Linked DNA regions of Mus musculus: all the other regions are linked to region 2. The links are chromatin contacts, called in public HiChIP or PLAC-seq and promoter capture Hi-C maps. All regions are on one chromosome and are shown on one strand. The core of a region is the stretch at or near the end of the contact, and the rest is flanking DNA. Distances in the headings are between cores, read along the strand shown. Region 1 holds the start of Eif2ak4 (eukaryotic translation initiation factor 2 alpha kinase 4). Region 2 holds the start of Disp2 (dispatched RND tramsporter family member 2). Region 3 overlaps Eif2ak4 (eukaryotic translation initiation factor 2 alpha kinase 4). Region 4 holds the start of Rhov (ras homolog family member V).

Evidence for each region. Promoter capture Hi-C pulls out the DNA fragments that hold promoters and counts their contacts. HiChIP or PLAC-seq counts read pairs in DNA pulled down with a chosen protein or histone mark. Capture Hi-C pulls out chosen DNA fragments and counts their contacts.
Region 1: a contact with region 2 is called in a promoter capture Hi-C map of adipose tissue. The contact joins the promoter of Eif2ak4 here to the promoter of Disp2 in region 2. A contact is called at or near these places in 1 of 39 promoter capture datasets (embryonic stem cells), 1 of 115 datasets of contacts at active chromatin or transcription factors (large pre-B cells) and 1 of 9 other capture datasets (adipose tissue).
Region 3: a contact with region 2 is called in a promoter capture Hi-C map of hippocampal neurons, with 2.3 times the contacts expected there. The contact joins the enhancer-like site here to the promoter of Disp2 in region 2. A contact is called at or near these places in 2 of 39 promoter capture datasets (hippocampal neurons and pre-B cells) and 1 of 9 other capture datasets (liver).
Region 4: an H3K4me3 HiChIP or PLAC-seq map of bone marrow-derived macrophages shows a contact between it and region 2, with 3 times the contacts expected there. The contact joins the promoter of Rhov here to the promoter of Disp2 in region 2. A contact is called at or near these places in 3 of 39 promoter capture datasets (the C10 cell line, liver and pre-B cells) and 3 of 115 datasets of contacts at active chromatin or transcription factors (bone marrow-derived macrophages, microglia and pancreatic cancer cells).

What each region holds. Positions count from the first base shown.
Region 1 is chr2:118,387,264-118,390,154 of GRCm38.p6, forward strand. Eif2ak4 (eukaryotic translation initiation factor 2 alpha kinase 4) reads left to right here and starts at 1,354. Exons shown (of 39, transcript NM_013719.3): 1 at 1,354-1,589. The coding sequence starts at 1,446.
Region 2 is chr2:118,778,348-118,781,059 of GRCm38.p6, forward strand. It overlaps Disp2 (dispatched RND tramsporter family member 2), which reads left to right and starts at 1,372. Exons shown (of 8, transcript NM_170593.3): 1 at 1,372-1,597.
Region 3 is chr2:118,446,891-118,449,743 of GRCm38.p6, forward strand. Eif2ak4 (eukaryotic translation initiation factor 2 alpha kinase 4) reads left to right here. Exons shown (of 39, transcript NM_013719.3): 21 at 1,386-1,622. Among named protein-coding and RNA genes, the nearest start is that of Srp14, 31 kb to the right of the region's middle. Within about 2 kb of position 1,586, at least 4 of the 459 cell types and tissues checked have an H3K27ac peak or open chromatin away from gene starts, as enhancers often do. A contact at or near this core is called in hippocampal neurons, where this site is marked.
Region 4 is chr2:119,269,891-119,272,885 of GRCm38.p6, forward strand. It overlaps Rhov (ras homolog family member V), which reads right to left and starts at 1,336. Exons shown (of 3, transcript NM_145530.2): 1 at 1,026-1,336; 2 at 792-850; 3 at 1-597. The coding sequence starts at 1,233. The coding sequence ends at 154.

The DNA.
Region 1 (2,891 bases), core at 104-2,603, 390 kb before region 2:
CGGCCGAATAGAGAGCCAGTGAAGAGGTGGTAAAAATGGGCTGCAGCTTAGGGGGAAACTGAGGACATGATGACAGTTTGAATGTGAGAGCTGAAAAAAAAAAAAAAAAGGCAGCACTCAACAAATATCTTCACTGTTTGTTGAGTTCTGCCATGTATCCAGGCAGGGGTCCCTGGAAACAGAACAGGTCTCCAGCTGAAGGAGGGAGGAGGTGGTTTCTAAAAGGCCTTTGTGTTACCTTGTCTGATCAGAGTGGTCTGAAGGTGAGATGCCTAAGTCAACATTACTAAGTGAACAAGATAGATGCAAACAAGATTGACAGAGACATGTCACCTAACCTAACTCGAGGCATGATAGTGCATTTTTTTTCTGAATTAAGCTACAGCAGGTAGACAACAAAGCAATAGCAATGTCTGAATAGATAGGTTACTTATATGCGTGAAAAAAAAATATGGTCAAATAGGGATGGTGGCACAGTCTCATGATCCTAGCGCTGAGAGGATAAAGTAGGAAGATTACTATGAATTCAAGGCCAGACCATGCTGCAGAGGGAGACCCTGACTCATATGGACACAAATACATCCCTTAAGTATGTAAAGTAGGGTGCAACATTTTACATGAATGTGAATGCTCAAATTTACATTAAATGAACTGGTCGGATAATTCTCTTTGTGGGATTTGAAAATGCAAGGAGAGAATTTCAGAGAGTCCAGAGAGCATGCATGAGACATTTAATTAATGATTCAAGGGTAACGAATGTGGGAAACAGGGTTTACGGTTTTTTCCTCCCAGTAGTCTCATTCTGGGAAGGTCAGGTAAGATAAACGATTTAACTCATGACTGCGCTCTAAAATTTTCCTCTCTCTAGCCAGGCAGGGTGAAGGAGTTCCAGCGCCTGTTTCTGCTACATACTTGTTTTGTGAAAACTAATATGTGTTGTCACTTTGACCTAAGAGACTGGCTCTCCAAAGTGTGTTGGCAATTCCTGACTCAATTTCTCCCCTCAGGAAGAAGGCAAAGCTTTCCCCTACTCTTGTTTTATTAGAAGTCTTGGGCCATGAGAAGTTGGAGCAAAACCCCGCCCACTGGCCTTCTCCGGAGTGGGCCAAACGAGTCAGCCGCGGAGAACCCCGCCTTCAGACCCGCCTCCTGGCCTAGGCTCCGCCCAAGGCCCTCTCACCTGCTCAGAGTCACGCCCCTAGGTCGGTCTTCAGCTCGAGACTCCGCCCCCAGGTTCGTCTCCCGCTGGAGATCCTGTCTTTAAAGCGCCTCCCCAGAGCAGAGCCACACCCCCTAGACCTGTCATCAGCTCGAGGCCCCTCCCCCAGACCCGACTCCGACTCGAGGCCCCGCCCTCAGTTCGGTCACGGCGCGGGCTGGAGCTCCCCTACCCACCCCAGAATCACCGCTACCTCGCCTAGGCCGCTGCGCCTGCCCCGGCCGCCATGGCTGGGGGCCGCGGGGCCTCTGGACGCGGCCGGGCTGAGCCACAGGAGAGCTATTCGCAGCGACAGGACCACGAGCTGCAGGCCCTGGAGGCCATTTACGGCTCGGACTTCCAGGATCTGCGGCCGGATGCGCGCGGACGGGTAGGAACGTGGTTGGTCTGGCCCGGTGTTCTCCAGTCTAGGAACCCAGCCAGACGCCTCCAGTCTGGGGCGACCACTTAGATCCTAAAGGCTTTTCATATTGCAGTTCCACTACCCTCACTTTCTGCCTCTGCGCCGCCACTGGTCTTGAGAAGGCAGCACCTGGCCTGAATTCTCTTTTTTCCCCGGTCGGGCTCCTCTCTCTGCTGTGCTTCTTATTCCCACTGACGTCCCCTAACCACCCTTCGTCCTTCCAACCATTCTTCCCCACACTGACTCGCCCCAGGCCTCGAGGTGGGTTGTGACTGCACATTCATAGTCACTCATTGCTACTTTGTGCTGGGGATGCTTAGGGGGCGTGGGTCCAGGTCTTGTGCTCTCAGCAAACAAACTCCCAGGTCACACTGTGTAAATCCCGTTTCCTGTGTGGAAGAACTTTTTGTACCTTCCTCCGAGACTTTTGAGGAATAGGTATAGAACATGTTTATTGTCGCTGTAATGCAGTGTTTACCGAGTTCTATTTAAAACATCACTTTCCTTTTTTGTGTGGAAGTTAAGCTGAGGGCAGTGACAGTCTCTCCCTATCCTTGAATAGTGTATCTGCCGAACTAAAATGTTCCTGAAGTTTGAAAGTACTTCTTTCCTCCATCTGCCTTACTTCTTTAACTCACAATGTCTGTCTTTTCTCTATATCTAGTATTTCTTTAGGAAAAGGCTTTACTTAAGCTGTCAGGGCCAAGATTCTCCCACTAAACCAATATACTTTTTAATTTAATGATTTAGACGCTAGGAACACAGTCATGGGTAAAACATGCACAAAACCCCTGCTGCCGGCGGGAAGCTTACTTTTTTAGGCCTTATTTGTAACTTTACATACAGTTATACATGCTTCTTGTAAATAGTAAGATAACCTACAGGTCATCTGGCAACTTCTCTGTTTCCAGGGAACCAGGAAGTAGGGCCTAGGCCACCAGAATAGTGTTACAGAATGTGCAGGGGACTCAGGGAGACCCAGCTGGCTTTTTTTTTTTTTTTTTTTTTTTTTAGTTTTTTTAGTTTTATGTTCCCAAGGTGCAGGAAAATGGAAGGAAAACCATCAGCCACTTTTAGGTAATGATACTGATAATCCTAAGAATTTACAGCTGATCCCAGTTAGCCCAGGAATTTACAGCTCACGGTGGCCTTTATAACCAAGAAGACTTAACCCAGAGATAGTGTAAAAGGCAGGTAGAGTTATTCAGTAGTAGACTCTGGCTCTGGATCACAAGCAATATCACCAACACTTTCTTTCATAGGCCTTTC
Region 2 (2,712 bases), core at 122-2,621:
CCATTTCCTGAAAACATACTGAACTCCCAACCTTCTTTTGTTACAGTCTCCTAAATCCCACTCCAGGTGAAGCATGCTCTGCCTGTCTTTCATGCCTTCACATTTCCAAAACCTCCCCAGCCAGCCGCAGCTCCACTGTCTCCAGGAAGCTTGCTTTAAAGCTATTCGAAAGAAATGTCTCTCTTTGTACCCTGCCCTTTCTCTGCCACAAATTGTAGATCAGAGGTGCTATCAACCATCTCCTAGGTCTAGCCACACCCTGGCCTCCTGGCACTGATTTAAGGCTGCCTTTATCTCTGCAGCCAACTGTAAGTCACTCAAGGCACTTACTTCTAAACCTCCAGATCCACTCAGCCCGGGCTCTAGAACCCGTGCCTGCCTAGACCAGCACTTGGACACAATTAAGGGATATCTTTAAGCCAAATCTCTTGAGTCTGACTCTCCTCAGCCCATTGCTTCTAGCTTGTCACCTCCATGCACAGCACAGCCAGGCCCAAAACAGCCTGCTTGTTGTGAAGTTTTTTTGTTTTTTTTTTTTTTTGTTTTTGTTTTGTTTTTGTTTTTTTGTTTTTTGTTTTTTGTTTTTTGTTTTTTCTTTTGCCTAACCAAATCTACCAAGGACTCCTCTACACTGAGGCTTCTCCTACTTCTGGTATTCACTATAATTCAACTACAGTTCTCTAGCCAGGCCTGCCCTTCCGACCAACACCTCAATTCCTTCACAGCTAGTCCCTCGTCGGGGCTGGCAAGTGCTCCGAAGTGGGTGGCTATCAGGTCTCTCTGTAGGTGGAGAGTGGTGGTAACTGCATGAAAGGGGCTGGGCATCCCTCCTCCTCTCACTCCCCCTATCCCTTGTTGCGCACTTAAAAGATTCGAGAAGAGGCTTTAATGTAGGAAGAGGCCGCAGGCTCAGAGCCAGGTCCAAAATGGGAGGAGTGACCCAACTCGAGCAGATACCCATCTCTCCCTCGGGAGGACAGAACACTGAGAGAAGCCTAGAGAAATAAGGGTATTTATGAGACCCAACCTCTCTGCTTCCCTGCGTTACAAAGTGTGGATGCCTGGGGTTCAAGTTGGGAGGATTTTACCCGGGTTGTTCCTTTTTAGTTTCTTGTAAAAAGTACAAGGCGTCCAGGAGGGACGGTCTGGCCATATTACTAAGGACAATGATGAGAGCTGGTCAGGGTAGAGAGGCCTGTACTGCAGCCTACAACCTTCGTGACAACGAACCCCCAGCCCCCCATGCTGCGGCTCTGCCGCAGCTCGTGTCCCTGTCTCCCCTCCATCCTTCCTGCCCTCTGTCCATTGGCGGATTTCTCTTCGGCCCCGCCCAGCGACTGGCCTCTGGAGCTGACGCATGCGCAAGATCCCACCGCTGCCGCTGCTTCAGCACCAGAGCCCGGACAGCGGCGCCGCCCACGGGCATGGACGGTGGTAGCAGCCCCAGCTGCTGCAGCGATCTTCTCTTTGCCAGTTTCTGAACCGCAAGCAGCGGCCTGAGGGGAATACATTAGCCCCAGAAGGCAGCTGCCGGAACAAGTAGGAAGAACCCCTCCGTAGATCCTGCTGGAAGATCTTCTCAGTAAGCCTGCATCAGGTATCCTAAATAGCCGCCGCCACATATCACCTCATCCATTCCCCAGCTCTCTTCTGAAAGCCTTTTCCCGAGGCGAGTATGATTGTACACCTTCATTTTGCCTGGCTAGTTCATCCTCTCTCATCGACACTTGATAATACCAGTTCTCGTTGCTTTCACCTCCTGGGGGACCTGCCCCACCCACTGTTCTCTCCTTTCCCCTAAGGCCGCAGATGTCCATTTCCTTAGCTTCTAGAGCTTCCCCAACTCCCTGAGGCCTTGCCTCTGCGTCTTTGCAAAAGGCCTCAGGACCGCAGCTATGTCGGTCTGCATGTCAGTGAGCAAAGGGGTGTGCATGTACAACGGGGGGAAAAAAGGCTGGCCAAAGCAGGTATCCTAGGGAGAGAAGGCGACATTTGGGATCTACACCACGGGCTGACTGTCTGTCCATCACCATCAGTTCCTTGTCTGCCCACTGCCATCGGTTGCTCTGCTGCCCAGCAAATCGTTGTTTGTTTTCCCTGCATGGCCTCCTGCTTGTGTACACACTGGCTTTAGCCTCCGTGTATGGCAAAAACTAGACTGAAGCCATGACCGCTGAAGGAGCCTGGGGGGGGGGGTGGAAGAGAAAAAAAAAAACCACCTTCCCACTGAGCGCCCATTCCCAGAACTGGGTACCCTTCATTTTTCTGACTTCATCAGACGTGTGGTGGAACAGTCTGGCCAGGTAGCAATATGGCGCCATTTGTGTGTCCTGCCTGACTCTGCCGCCCCCAGAATCTCTCTTCAGACATGACACTTCATCTCTTTCCTGCCTGGACTGAAATAAAAGGCATTTTTAAGAGGCAAAAGGCAGTTGCAGACACCTTATCTCAGATTATCGGATTTAAATTGTACATTCTGTTTCTCAGAAGCAGGAGAAAGCCCCACAGGTGGAAGCAAATGTTTTCTCCCTCTTTTATTAAATTATTACCCTGAGAGAGATAAAATCTTATTCAAGAGGGCAAATCACAGTATGGGTATATTCTCCAGACCAGAGCACAGGCCAGGGACTCTGCTTGGAGCCACAACCTGACCAAAAGAAGGTGGGACTGGGGCTGGGGGTAGGGGTTGCAGCTCAGTGATAAAGCATTTTT
Region 3 (2,853 bases), core at 336-2,835, 330 kb before region 2:
TCCTACGCTAACACTAGCACCCAAATAACATGAGAGACCCTAAGTGAGCTGTGTACCATTCTCTGGTATTCCTTTCTTCTTTCTGATAGTTGTTTGCTGTGGTGAAACCTTCACTCGTTAATACTCAGGTCATAGGGAAATTTCTTCCTTACACTGACTGTTATTGACAGTGATAGTCAGGGCAAAAGTATCTTCTTTAAACTATCAGCATTGAGAACAGGAACATAAACAGAGCATGTCAACATTTGCAACTTCTTATTGGCTGCATGTCTGCATGGCCATTCCACTGCACATCTATAAGAGTTAGGGACTGTTAGTGTCTTTTTATTTCTGTTTGAGTAAGTCTCTATACTTCTATGGTGTTTAGTATGACACTGTTAAAGGCTAACAGGGCTCATTTGGCCACCTCTATTTAATTAGTAAAGAAGTATTAGAAAACAGGCTGTTACCTGTTCTATTTATCTTGTTAGCTGCTATCTTCCATTTGAATTAGTCATTCGCTGAATTTTTGAGTGTCATAACTATAAATACTCACTTCATAGATAGGGTCTCTCTACATACCCCTAGTTGTCCCAGAACTCACTATGTAGACCAGGCTGGCCTTGAACTCATAGAGACCCACCTCTGTTTCCACCACACCCACCAGAAGGGTATTTTAAAGATACATTAGAGATATCTTATGAAATCCATCTAAAAATTGAAAATTTCTGTTCTCAAATATTCTGCCAATTTTTTTATAAATTCTTTTTCTAAGCTACAGAGTTAAGAATCATGAAGGAACAGGTGTGATGGCACGTATCTTTAATCCCAGCATTCAGGAGACAGAGGTAGATGGATCTCTTTGAGTTCAAAGCATGGTCTATATATTTATTTACTGAGTAGACTGTTTAAAAAGAAAAAGGTTTAGGGTACCTTTTAAAGGCTTGTGCTGCTTCAGAGGGCTCTCCACTATGGAGGCATAACAAACAGTGTAAAGCAAGAGGATTCCAGGGAATAGACTCAGTAAAGAAAAGGAGGGAGAGCGAGGACCAGTGTGCTGTGCGGTAGAGGTGCTGCTGTGTGCTTATGTAAGTACTAACATTAGGCATGGGCTCTATGGTAATGTCTAGATATCTCCTTTTTATACAGTCCTTTGTAGTCATAAGACTAAGCTCAGCTTTCGTGTGCTTTGTTAAGGATATGTTTGATCGTTGGTGACAAAGGGACCTTTCCCTTTCAAGAATGCTCCAGTTACATTCATGCCCAAGTCACAGGGTCATGGGTCACTAAATGGCATAATCAGAGATCTCGGAAGTGCCAGCTAAGCATAAAAAGTGCCCTGAATGACCGCCTATCTGAGTTTCATCTGCTGTCTCCTTACCAACTATGTGCCTGTCACGTTGCAGAAATCTGTCATCTCCTGGCTGTTGAACCATGATCCAGCTAAACGGCCCACGGCCATGGAACTGCTCAAGAGTGAGCTGCTCCCCCCGCCGCAGATGGAGGAGTCCGAGCTGCATGAAGTGCTGCACCACACGCTGGCCAACATAGATGGGAAGGCCTACCGCACCATGATGAGTCAGATCTTCTGCCAGCACATCTCCCCCGCTATAGACTACACCTACGACAGTGACATCCTGAAGGTGGCTGAGTCACACATAGCGGGCACTTCTCTTTACTCTTTGATAGTTTTTATGTATGTCTATGATACATTCTGATCAAACTCATCCCTCTGCCCTTTCTTATCTTCCTCCCACTCCTAATACCCTTTCTCCTACTAAATGCTTATCTAACCTCCATGTCTTACATTTTTATAGGTTTTTTAAAATAACATTTTATGTAAGGGGGTGGGACATGCACATGTCATGGTACACGTATTGCGGTCAAAGGACAACTTGTAGGAATTATTAGTTCTTTCTTCCCACCATGTGTGCCTCAGGGATTGAACCCAAGCTGCCAGGCTAGGCAGCGAGTGCCTTTACCTGCTAAGCCATCCCATGTTCGTATCTCTTTATTTTGTTCGGGTTTTACCTTGTGATATTCCGGGTCTAACCAGCTATCCCTGCGCTGTAAGTTCTTGGCTTAAATCCCCCAAAGCCCCAAAAGCACAAAGCATGCACAAAGCATGCACAAAGCATGCACAAAGCATGACTGCTTAGTTCAGGGAAGAGCCATGCTAGTAATCACTTATTGATTTTGACCCTTCCCACTCCATGCCCTTCCAAGAGACTGAGAGACAGAGCCCATTTCAGATTTCCAACCTGGGACACCCAAGGGGTCAGCTCTGTATGTGGAAACAATGGCTCCCAGCACCGGCCAAGGCCCAGGAAGCCCAGATGCAGGGTGCCCTGGCTCCTCAGATGCAGGATGCCCTGGCTCCCCAGATGCAGGGTGCCCTGGCTCCCCAGATGCAGGATGCCCTGGCTCCCCAGATGCAGGATGCCCTGGCTCCTCAGATGCAGGGTGCCCTGGCTCCTCAGCAGCTCTGCGGCCTCAGCTGGGAAGCATCTTGAGTCTCTAAAAGCTTCCAGATGGTTTCTGAAGAGTTGTCAAGGTGCCAGTCTTGGTAACCTTTATTATTTCATTTCTAAAAGTTAAAACAAAACCAAAAACACAGAAGCACCTGAAATAATTTAGAGAAATGTTTTGTTTTTCTTTTCTTTTATTGGATATTTTATTTGTTTACATTTCAAATGTTATCCCCTTTCCCGGTTTCCCCTCTGGAAACCCCCTATCCCATCTCCTCTCCCCCTGCTTCTATGAAGGTGCTCCACCTACCCACCCACCCACTCCTGCCTCCCTGCCCTGGCATTCCCCTACACTGGGGCATTGAGCCTTCACAGGACAAGGGCCTTCCGCCTCCCATTGATGCCT
Region 4 (2,995 bases), core at 86-2,585, 490 kb after region 2:
TCACCCTGGCTCACCAGGGTGTACAGCTTTGAGGCCCATGTGCCCTGTGTTCAATAGAGAACTGAGTTCCAGGGGTTGGCCAGGCCCTGCCAGTACCCGATGTCTCGGGGTCCAGAAGTCTCAGGCCACCCGCCTATCTCTTGCCATAGCTGCTCACACAAAGCAGAAGAACTTCTTCCAGCGACAGCGAGACAGCGTGCGCACACCTTTTGCGTTCAGTTTCTTCTCCAGACGGGCTTTGTGCTCAATCGCACTGAGAATGGCCGAGTCGAACACCTCCTTCAAGTTCTTCTGCGTCAAGGCCGAGCACTCAAGGTAGCAGCAGGCGCGGATCTTCTCAGCCAGACCCTGGGCTTGGGGTTGTGGTACTGGGCCCTCCCGGCCTCCTTGGTCCAACTGAATTAGTACATTGACATCGTCCCTTAGGTCAGCCTGAGTGCCCACCAGCAACACGGGTGCTTGGGGGTTGTGAGTGCGGATCTCAGGCAGCCATTTTTCTGTTATGTTTTGGAAGGAGCTGGGCTGCACCACGCTGAAGCAAGCCAGAAAGACATCGGTGTCCGGGTAGCAGAGAGAACGAAGCCGGTCAAAGTCCTCCTGGGGTGGCAAGGCTAGTTGTTAGCAACATCATTCCCTCCACATTGGAACCAGAATCTGCTTCTCCCTTGGGGGTGGAGACCTAAAAGTGCTAAAGCCCAAAGCCTATTCCATTCCCACTCCACGCAGGGATCCTCCCAGCCTCCAACCCTCTCCAACCCCTTGCCCAAGGAAGGCTACACCCAGGTTCTCACCTGCCCTGCGGTGTCCCAAAGCTCGATTCGCACAGGGGCTCCATCGACCAGGACTTGCACTGCAGAGGTGGGGAGGGGAAAGCATGACTTAGGCACAGCATCCTCGTCCCTCCTGCAGGCCTCACCAGCGCCACCTCCGGGCCTGCTCCCGGGGTCTTCCGTACCCTCCCGCCAGCAGGCTACTGAATGCACAACCCTTCCCATCCTCAGGGGCCCCGGGGCTATAGAACATACCGGAGAAGGTGTCTAGTGCTGTAGGCCGATAGCGCGCGGGGTACCCATTGCAGGTGTAGCTGACGATGAGGCTGCTCTTGCCCACCGCGCCATCGCCCACCAGCACGCATTTGATGCCCAGCTCCGGAGGGGCGCTGCGCCGCCGCGGAGGAGGGGTCGAGGCCGGGAGAGGCGGTGGCTCGGCCTCGCTTAGCTCCCGCGGCGGCATGGTCCGCTCCTGGGGTAGCAGAGGGGCCAGCCCGGACCAGGCTCCGCGGCACTCGGGGAAGCAGGTTCCGCAGCCGGACGCTGACAATCTGTCCAAGCTGGGCACGCCCGCTAGAGGCTGACAGAAGGTATATAAGTTGGGTCCCGCCCACCTCATCTGCATGTCCCTAGTGCCCCGGACCCCGCCCACCGACCTGGAGCCTCCCTCTGCAGAACACCCAGAAAAAAAACCAAGCATCCAGAAAAGAAAGGAATATGAAAACCAGGCTCCACGAAGGTACAAGGACAAAGACCGGGCATATGATATTTTGGTAAATCCACAATTTATTGTTAGTAGGAAGATGCAGCTACAGAATCCATAATACTGCATGTTCAAATTAAACACATCACATTCATCTCTTCTAAGTTAGTAACACACACACACACACACACACATATATATATATGTATATATATACATATATATATATATATATATATATATATGTACAAGTACTAAACATCAGAATAGTAATTTTACTAATAAACTATTTTGTTAATATACTGAGATTGAAGCTGAGAATGTAGCTCAGAGTGCTTGCCTAGCATATAAAGTCCTGGGTCTGATCCTAGTACTGGCTTGGCGGTGCATTCCTCTAACCCCAGCACCCTAGAAGGATCACAAGTTCAAGGCCATCTTCTGTGATACAGAGTCAGATGGACTATAATGTGAGACCCTGTCTCAAATAAACAAATACCATGGCATGGGGCTGGTCCACATCTTTATTCCCAGCACTGGGGTGGCAGGAACAGAGGGAGGAGCAGAGAGAGGCATAAGGATCTTGTGTGTTTGAGGCCAACTTGGTCTACATAGTAAGTTCTAGGCCAGTTAGGACTAGAGTGAAACTCTGTCTCAAAACAAAGAAACAAAAATATATACACATACATATATTATAGGGGCTGGTGATGTCATCTATGGTAGAGTGCCTGTCGAGCCCTATGTAATGTCTAGCTACACACACACACACACACACACACACACACGTATACACACACAACACACACACACATATAAATGGGCTGGAGAGATGACCGATGGCCAATGAACTTCTATACAGATAGAATAGCCATTCAGACAAAAGGTGTGGAACTTCACAATGGATTTTATACTGTCATTATCAAATATATTTTGAATATTTTTTTAAAGATTTATTTATTTATTTATTTATTTATTTATTTATTTATTTATTTATTTATTATACATAAGTACACTGTAGCTGTCCTCAGACACTCCAGAAGAGGGAGTCAGATCTCGTTACGGATGGTTGTGAGCCACCATGTGGTTGCTGGGATTTGAACTCCGGACCTTTGGAAGAGCAGTCGGATGCTCTTACCCACTGAGCCATCTCACCAGCCCTATTTTGAATATTTTTAAAGACTTATTTTTATGTGTATAGGTGTCTTGTCTGCATGTATGTCTATGTACCACATGTATGCAGTACCCAAGAAGACCAGAATAGAATGTCAGATTCCCTGGAACTGGAGTTACAAAAGGTTGTTAGCAGTTATAAAGTACTTGGAACCAAACTCATGTCCTCTGCAAGAGCAACAAGTGTTCTTAACTGCTGGGACATTTCTTCAGTACCCATACCATACATTTGAATATTTATAAATTCCCCAAATACCTACTATTGTCCTTTTTAAGTAATGATTTTACTTGTAATGAAGTGTATCTTACATGGGCATGAATATGTGCCTGTGAGTACAGTGCTGACGAGACCAAA